Linked DNA regions of Zea mays: regions 2 and 3 are each linked to region 1. A link is a contact called in public Hi-C data. All regions are on one chromosome and are shown on one strand. Each heading gives the region's core, a stretch centred on a gene start, on an enhancer-like site or on the middle of the called end of the contact. The rest is flanking DNA. Distances are from core to core; before and after follow the strand shown. Region 1 holds the start of LOC103654697 (fucosyltransferase 2). Region 2 holds the start of LOC100281714. Region 3 overlaps LOC100281714.

The links. Hi-C and Micro-C count contacts between places; a contact is called where the count stands out from the background.
Region 2: a Hi-C map of ear shows a contact between it and region 1, with 2.0 times the contacts expected there. The contact joins the promoter of LOC100281714 here to the promoter of LOC103654697 in region 1. A contact is called at or near these places in 3 of 25 Hi-C or Micro-C datasets (ear and leaf).
Region 3: a Hi-C map of leaf mesophyll shows a contact between it and region 1, with 2.1 times the contacts expected there. The contact joins the enhancer-like site here to the promoter of LOC103654697 in region 1. A contact is called at or near these places in 2 of 25 Hi-C or Micro-C datasets (leaf and leaf mesophyll).

The regions. Positions count from the first base shown.
Region 1 is chr4:229,219,252-229,221,951 of Zm-B73-REFERENCE-NAM-5.0, reverse strand. It overlaps LOC103654697 (fucosyltransferase 2), which reads right to left and starts at 1,432. Exons shown (of 2, transcript XM_008681541.2): 1 at 740-1,432. The coding sequence starts at 1,022.
Region 2 is chr4:228,762,536-228,765,235 of Zm-B73-REFERENCE-NAM-5.0, reverse strand. It overlaps LOC100281714, which reads left to right and starts at 1,292. Exons shown (of 15, transcript NM_001154634.2): 1 at 1,292-1,527; 2 at 1,630-1,670; 3 at 2,049-2,118; 4 at 2,206-2,354. The coding sequence starts at 1,452.
Region 3 is chr4:228,744,506-228,747,205 of Zm-B73-REFERENCE-NAM-5.0, reverse strand. It overlaps LOC100281714, which reads left to right. Exons shown (of 15, transcript NM_001154634.2): 15 at 1-709. Among protein-coding and RNA genes, the nearest start is that of LOC100281714, 18 kb to the left of the region's middle. Within about 2 kb of position 1,290, at least 20 of the 20 cell types and tissues checked have an H3K27ac peak or open chromatin away from gene starts, as enhancers often do. A contact at or near this core is called in leaf and leaf mesophyll, where this site is marked.

The DNA of each region.
Region 1 (2,700 bases), core at 183-2,682:
GCGAGCTTATCAAGTACAGTACGTATGGCACCACTTGACTCGACGGACCTCTTGTGATCTTGTCTGACCGGTATATTGGAGCCGTTTGTTTCAGTTTTTTTTTTCAGCTCGTGGACACTAAATTCTGTTGCAGACTGTTAAATGCTTAACTTTTTTTCTTATAAAAATCATTTTAGTCAAGTAATTACAATAGTAGAAAACATCATTTTCTACATTTTAAACCATATAAACTTTTTTTATCTTCTTCTTTATGTAATTTCCACGATACTCAAATTCTTTCTACGGTCAGTTTCTTTCTGTAGTCATATTCTTAAAAAAGTTCGTCAGAAAAAAAACTGGACCAAACAGACCTACCAATTGATTGACCCAGCAGGTGCTCTAGGTCTTCGGTAATTAAATTGTCTCCTTGCCTCCGTACGTACTAGCACAGCCACATGCATGCTTTACCGTCTATTTAAATAAATATATAAATGATCGTCCAACTATATGGAAGGGTTAGTTAATAAATTCAGGCAGCTAGCTATTTCTGAAACGGACGTTTATCTGGTTATTAGTATATAACTAATTTGCTTTGCATGCATCCTTAGGAGAGTATATGCTCCGTCGTGTTTCGGTAATTTCGAGGTATATAGATAGACGACCGGCCGGCTACGGTCTGGGCTCTAGCAGGTTGTTGCAATGCAAACACGACGGATCGGAGTTCGGAGTGCACTATACATGTTGTTTGTAGCGTACGTACCGTCGAAGAAAGAGGACGTCGGCATGTCGTTCGACGAGGAGGAGCCCCAGCCGGCGGTGAGCACGAAGGCGGCGGCCGCCGCCACGGCCGCCACGACGAAGAGGGCCGGCAGGGCCATCGTCCTCACCGTTGCGCGGTTCCGCAACGGCGGCCACCACCACCTCCTCGTGAGGGCCGCCTCGAGCCGCATCTCGGCCGGCACCGCCGCCGACGACGAACGGTGCTGCTTGGCCGCAGCCACGCGGGCCTTGCCACCGCCGCTTCCGGCCTGCAGCTTGTCCATGCTTACGCTTCGATCGCTTTGCTTGGCTTGGCTCTCAGCCTCTGCAATATGCCAATAGCTAGAACACCGCGGAGAGCTAGAGAGGGCGTAGTGCTAGAGGGTGCAGCTATAGCTGGGTATTATACTGAATTACACACAGAGAGCATGTATATAGTAGGAAGAATATACCCAGCTGCCGGACCGGGTGTGACGACTTTGGAAGTTCACTTTTTTAGGCGATACGATCGACACACATGCGCGTACGAAAAAAAAAGACGGGCGTATTTTAATTAGTGTCAGACAAGCTAATATAGGTTTAATTAAAGATCACGTACACTCTATGACGATGGATTCTAATGCTCTATTGAGTAGATTTGCACAAACTAACCATTTATATATATATGGAACTACTCCATAATATATATAACTCACTGCCAGCGTTAGAGACCCTAAACTTTGTCGCAAGCGCATCCCCACATTTCTTGGGCAGTGAACAAGTGCATATAAGGACAGCAAGAGCGCTTATCATGGTAGCTCTAAAAAGATTGTTGATATAACCTCAAAAGAGTTAGAAGCCATTATTTCAGGTCTGCTCGTTGCCACGTGATATGGCCGTCAGCCATAGAATCATCTTCGCACATCATCTCTTATAGTTTGAATCATCAAACATAATTTGAGGTTTAAGTATAGTAGCAAAGCGAGTACTATTAAAATTCCTACCCGTATCAGGTTTTTGAATTGTTGAACTTAGTAGGAATTTTATACACAATTTAATCCACAAAGTATAATGGAAATATATAACATGCACTAGTAGAAAAGAGCTCAAACTACGGTAGAGTTTAATTTCTACGGGCGGTTTCAGTTATCAAAAGCCGGTACTATTTTTAGTGTGGCGGTTTCTCCAGAAAACCGACACTATAAATCATATTTGTAGTGGCAAACCCTTAAGAAAACGTCACTAGTGGTGGCGGTTTTTTTTAAGAAACCGCCCATAGAAATCATTTTTATCCTAATTTTTTTGAGTTTTTCAAATGACCTTGTATGAAAAAACCATCAACATAAAAGTTGTAGGTCTCTAAAAGTTATGATTTTGTAGTTGACAACTTTTTATTTGAAATAATTTCAGCACTCGAAAATTGCATCTAAATTTGTCAAATTTAAAATGTAACTTTTACAAATGACCTCGGATGGGAAAAGTGTCAAAATAAAAATTGTAGAACTTCAAAAGTTATGAAACTTTGTAGTTGACAACTTTTTCGTTTGAATTCGTTTCAAGCCTCAAAAAATTAATTTATACTCATTTGGTTATAATATGTGGGCAACAAAACTGCAATATAGACATTAAGTAAGTGATAGTTGGAGTGGTAGAGTAGGTTACACGCGAGGGATAGGTCGTGAGTTTGATTCCCACCGGCCGCGTAATTTGCGCAAAAAAATACACGACATGTGACTTCGACCGTGAAAATCGATTTTCACTAGCGGTTCTTAGTTACCTGCCTGTAAAAAAGATTATTTCTACTGTCTCCTAATACCGACGGTTATGAAAAACGTCAGTACAAATAACTTTACAACTAACATAATAGAGCTTCTGTGTACTAGTGATGTGATCAGTGTTATTGTATATTTAATTAACTAGAGTTCATATCAAACAATAACTCACATGCATGAAGTAGAAGAAAAAGAAATAAACCAAGATATG
Region 2 (2,700 bases), core at 43-2,542, 460 kb after region 1:
CGATATCCTCCCTCTACTCAGGGATTTGCGCCAATTGCTGCTGTAGCACTATCCCATATCTCCACAGGCAGCTGATCAGCTCTGGCCAATGCCATCCTGCTGCCACCAAATGCCCAGCTCACAATCTTGGGCTTTGTGGATAGTTCACTGCCAACCCAATTCCTCCTCATCACCTTCTTTCCACTGGCTTCTGGTGCCAATCCCACCTGACTCCACACCTCAACGTCCGCGCCTCGTGCCACAAACACCCAACTGCAGTAGCACTCAATTCTACAACCATTCCTCTCTTTCCTTCCAGATGATGCGGCTGCAGCCGCCTTCTATCCATCGCCAATGCACACCCATGGCTCCAATCCAACGCCACCACCGTTACCAAGCCTCCTCAGGTCAGCCATGAACACCTCACTGGATGCTGCACCCACCTTGAACACCGCTGACAGTGCGTCAGACGCGGCAACATCAGCAAAGCAATCCTCCTTCTCCCTGACCTCCCACACTGGCACCGTGGCGCTCGCCCGAACATCCCAAAGACGTATGTCCCCCACCACCCCGGCCGGCCCAGAGTGAGAGCTGGCGGCGAGAAGGAGGCTGTGCCCACCAAGCCACGCGAGCTTGCTCGCTGGGATCGCAGCCTCGATGTTCCGAACACCTCCTTCCGCCCGATTTCCACTACAGGAGTCAGGACGCGGCGAGCAGTAATGGCGGCGAGGAGGGGGCGACAGTGGTAGAGGAGAGGAGGTGCGCGACTGTCTGCGAGATGAGGAGCGACCGACGGCGGGTGAGGAGCCGCCGCGCGAGAGCCGCGCGACCGACGGAGAGCCTGCGGGCGCGGGCATATCTAGGGTTTTTCCTAGATGGGCCGTTTACAATTGAATTGATAGATGGGCCTCATATCAGCCAGCCAAATAAATTTCATGTTCTCTACCGCGGCACAAATAAATGGTACCATATCGGCTAGCAAAAGAGTGCGGCAGCAACTTATAAACGTGGCTGCTACAGAGAAAGCAATTAGCTCTTGTAATCAGTTAGTGGTATATTGTAAACATGTATTGAACTTTTGTGCGCACGGATGGACGATCCAGATTGAACAACAGCCATGCGGGCTACCCTTAGAGCCTTAATAAGTAGTAGAGATAATACTTTGTCCTTATATATATTTTATTTAAATCCATTTGCCTGAAGTTTGCTGTTGGAAGCAAAGCTGCTTGAGTCTCCGACATTACTTTTTTTTTCTCACCGTCGCGTCTTGCGCTGCAAAATCTAATCCGTTTCCGACCTTCTAGAAGCCTTCAACCCGCCACTTTGCCCACTCTCCTCTTCCTTCTTTGCTACCCATTTCGTCGCAGTAGTCGGCAGTCGAAACCCTAGTCCCCTCGCTTTCCTTCCACTCGCCGTCGCGGCGCCGATAGAGCCAGAGCTGAAAGGCGTAGGAAAAGCTGGTGGAGGAGGGGATGGACCGGATCGTAGGCAGCAAGTACAAGCTGGGTCGCAAGATCGGAAGCGGTTCCTTCGGGGAGATCTACCTCGGTTCGACCTCGATCACGACAGCTGTTGTTCACTTTGCTTGGTGTTTGGATCTGACGAGGTTTTGGTGCTGTGCTTGTTGTTGTCCCCTCCCTCTCTATGCAGCGACGCACGTCGACACCTACGAGATCGTCGCCGTCAAGATTGTGAGCCCCCGTTCCCTCAGCCGTCCCTCGTTTTTGTTTGATTTTGTTGGAATTCGTCTATGGTTTCGCGGCTTCTTGCTATGCTTATTGCGGCGCGCAGTAGGGTTATGAGGTGGAGCTTAAAATTGTGTAATGTTGATTCAGCGTCCTGGACCCCTCAGGTTTTTGTGCTCTAGGTTACTTGCAACCTCTTTGTAAAAAAAATGAAAACGAAACCATCTCTGTAAAATGACATCTGTTAGGACATGATAAGTAGTCATTTGATGAAGTTACAAATGAATGGAGTTATTATATGACAACACATTGCAAATTAATATATGCTGTAGATGTGTATTTGCCATGTTTATTTTTGGAACTTATGTTTATTATTATGTACAGGAAAGCAGCAAAACCAATCATCCACAGTTGCTATATGAGGCCAAACTGTACAATGCTCTTCAAGGAGGGAGTATGCGTTTGAGTACATACAAATCTTACTTTGCTGATTGTTATACCATTATCTGTGTTGAATTGTTGCTATTTTGAATCCATGTAGCTGGTATCGCAAACATAAAATGGTGCGGCATTGACGGCGATGAAAACATTCTTGTTATTGATTTACTCGGACCAAGCCTTGAAGATCTGTTTGTTTATTGTGGCCGGAGATTCTCACTGAAGACGGTCTTGATGCTAGCGGACCAGATGGTAATAATTCTTCTCCAACCTCCCTAGGTTTTATTTACTATTGTGATGAATTTGTGAAAGGTGCCAATCACTTATGTTTATTTCTCAGTGATGCTTGTGTAGCACTCTTACAGTGCATCCCACGATTGCTACATATGCCATTAGCACTTGTTTGTGATCGACTGGATTATGCCATATGTAAGGAACACTCAAATTCAAGTGAATTACACTCAAATTTAAGTGGATCACACACAAATAGCTGACAGTGGAACACACAATCTCAAGTGATTTACACAGTAGCTACATTGAGATGGCACATGAGCAGAACAGCAAAATAGTCCTGCCTTTCTGTTCCTTATTTAACCTT
Region 3 (2,700 bases), core at 41-2,540, 470 kb after region 1:
TGTTGAACACAAAATTACACCATGCAAAACATCGCGAAGAGGTATCTGGGAAGTTTATGATTGGTTAGCATGCACATTCAATGACATATGCATGCATCAGTTAGGACAACGCCTCTTCGCTAAAAGTGAATATCCGACCAGTATTGACCTGCAGTTTCCAGTGTCTTGACACCAAATCGCCATACAAAAACTACAGAGTGGTGGTATACGGGAAGTTCATGGTTGGTTAGCATACACCCTCTTTGCTGAAAGGCTGTCATATTCTACTTGGATTGGCCGCAGCTTGCAATGTATGACACCAAATAGCACCATACAAAGACTATGAAGAGGTCTGGGAAGCTTATGATTGGGTAGCATCCATGTATCTATAACTGTGACCGCAACTTTGAAGAAACACATGCTGTGGCTCATGGCCTCGAGATAAAAAAAGGTTAAATTGCAATCGACAACAATCTGGTTGGGCAGAGGTAAATATCATGCCGTGCTCCTGTCATAGACATGGTTGCCTGTATTTTATTTGAATGAGGGTTGAATAGCTTATAACATTGTGAGGAAGTCCTACCACATATTGATTTTTCATGTTGGTGTTTTTTTTGTTGGCATTCTCTCTCCAGTTGTCATAAAAACAATGAACTGTACATAATTTCTTAGAAGGGCTGTTCTTAAGTGTTGAGGTGGAATGAGATGATTTACTTGATAAAAGTGTACATATTTAGGTATCCCTCATTTTTCTGATTGCATCAATATCTTTCAATGATATAACGCTGGTTCCGAAGTGAATGTTTTTTTAGTTATAAAAAGGATGAACTGTATCTAGGAGTGGAGCCATCTTTATACTTTGTCGAGTCTGAACAGCACTTCGCCAGAATTCAAAACTGCCCAATTTATTCATGCATTTGTTGTGCGACAACATGAAACAGAGCAGAATGTTAAAGTCCAGCTTTAGTCATCGCGCTTATAACATTCCTGGTTTAACTATATAGTCGAGTTCTTGAATTTGGCAATTTTCACAGCTGGAGCCGCCTTAGTCTAACGCTTGTTCTTGTTTTCGAGACAGAATCCTGTTCGCAGAGTGTTTGAGCTCATTTGTTCCTTGGCAAAGTCGATGTCGTTGACGAACACCTGCATTACGAATTACGATATATGAACACCGTAGGAAGTTTGTCGAAAAGCGAAGGGAATCATCCTTCTCTATAGTCCAAAAACGTCGGTGCATTGGATAGTACCGATTTCACTCATCAGGGTCCAGGATGGATGTGACATGCATTGGTGTGGATTGATCCCTGGCAAGGGCAATGGCTCACAACTCAGCATCATGTTGTGTCCAGAGAAGCATCTCAGCTGCAGGGACCTAGCGCGAAGAAAACCAGATTGCACACCTGGGCATATGCAATTCCCCTTGTCATACTCGGTGTCGGTGACACCATAGTTGTAGGTATGCTCCAGCGTTCCAGGCCTCTCAAACTTGTAGCCGTCACCCGTCAGGGCCCACACCACGAAGGCGATGACGCTCTTGCTGCCCTCTTTATGAGATCTCAATTGTAACCGATCGACGGGGAAGTTCTAGGTTTGCCAACAGCACTGCTCGACGACGAAATGCGATTCCGCGGGCCCGTATTCGAGGAACGCGTCGGTTTACTTCTCCTCAGCCTTAGGTATATATGCCCATCTTGCTGAGCAGCTTCATCGCCCAGGCACCCGGTTTAGAACATGCATTAATTTGTATAATCTGTTTCAGCTCAGACTTCAGAGCGGACTGTGACTTGTATTGTTTTGTGGTACCTGATTGTCTTTGTCGACGTCGCCGACCCGGTAGATGACATGTCCTTTCTTTGCCCACGAGAAGGCCTCGGATCTTTTGCCGCCGCGCCGGCCACGTTACTGGTCTCGTCCTGGCCACCTGAGCTGTAAGCTGCGCTGCAGCGGTGGAGAGGAACAACGACCTCCGGGCCCGCCCGGGGCACGGGCGTGGCGCCTGCAGTAACGTGCATGAACGTACCTCATCCTTGACGTGTGGGGCCGACCGGTGCCTGGCCCCATACGTCAAAAGGATGTTACTGTAGAGGATTTGATTCCGACGTGGCTGTGCACGCGACAGCCCCCGCGGCCAGTCCTCGTCGCAGTGTCTGCTGGTCGAATCGGTTTGCCTGGCGCCCCTTTCTCGTGCCATCCTTAATTCCTGGCCGCTTCGGAGTGGTATCCTGCATAGTATTTGGTGCGGACGGTTGTGTACGCTGCCAAGTGCTAGAGGCCGACTGAACCCGGTACCGAATAGTTTGGTTTTATATGAGACCAAGTATAATAAGATATATAGGCTGGATGTAAGGCATAGAGTACCACATTAGATTTACGGTGACGTGAAAGAGAGAATAAAAGTGGGTGCTTATTAATAGCCAGCTAACATCAGGCTGCTTATGGACTCCAACACAATTACACAATATGTGAGAGGAAGAAATAGACCAACCATTAAATGCAGGGGTCGACCAAACCTCTCATGAACCTGTACTGCTTTTTAGCATTAGGCTATTCACAATGAAGGTTTCATGGGGTGTTTCATATATTAATTAGCCTGCCACATCAGCTATTTTGATGACATGTCACATCATTTAAGAAGGAAGAGTTTCATGGAGTTTCATGGGGATGAAACCATGTTAACTCGTTTCCAAGATCTTGGAAACTGTGTGAAACCTCCACTGAGAG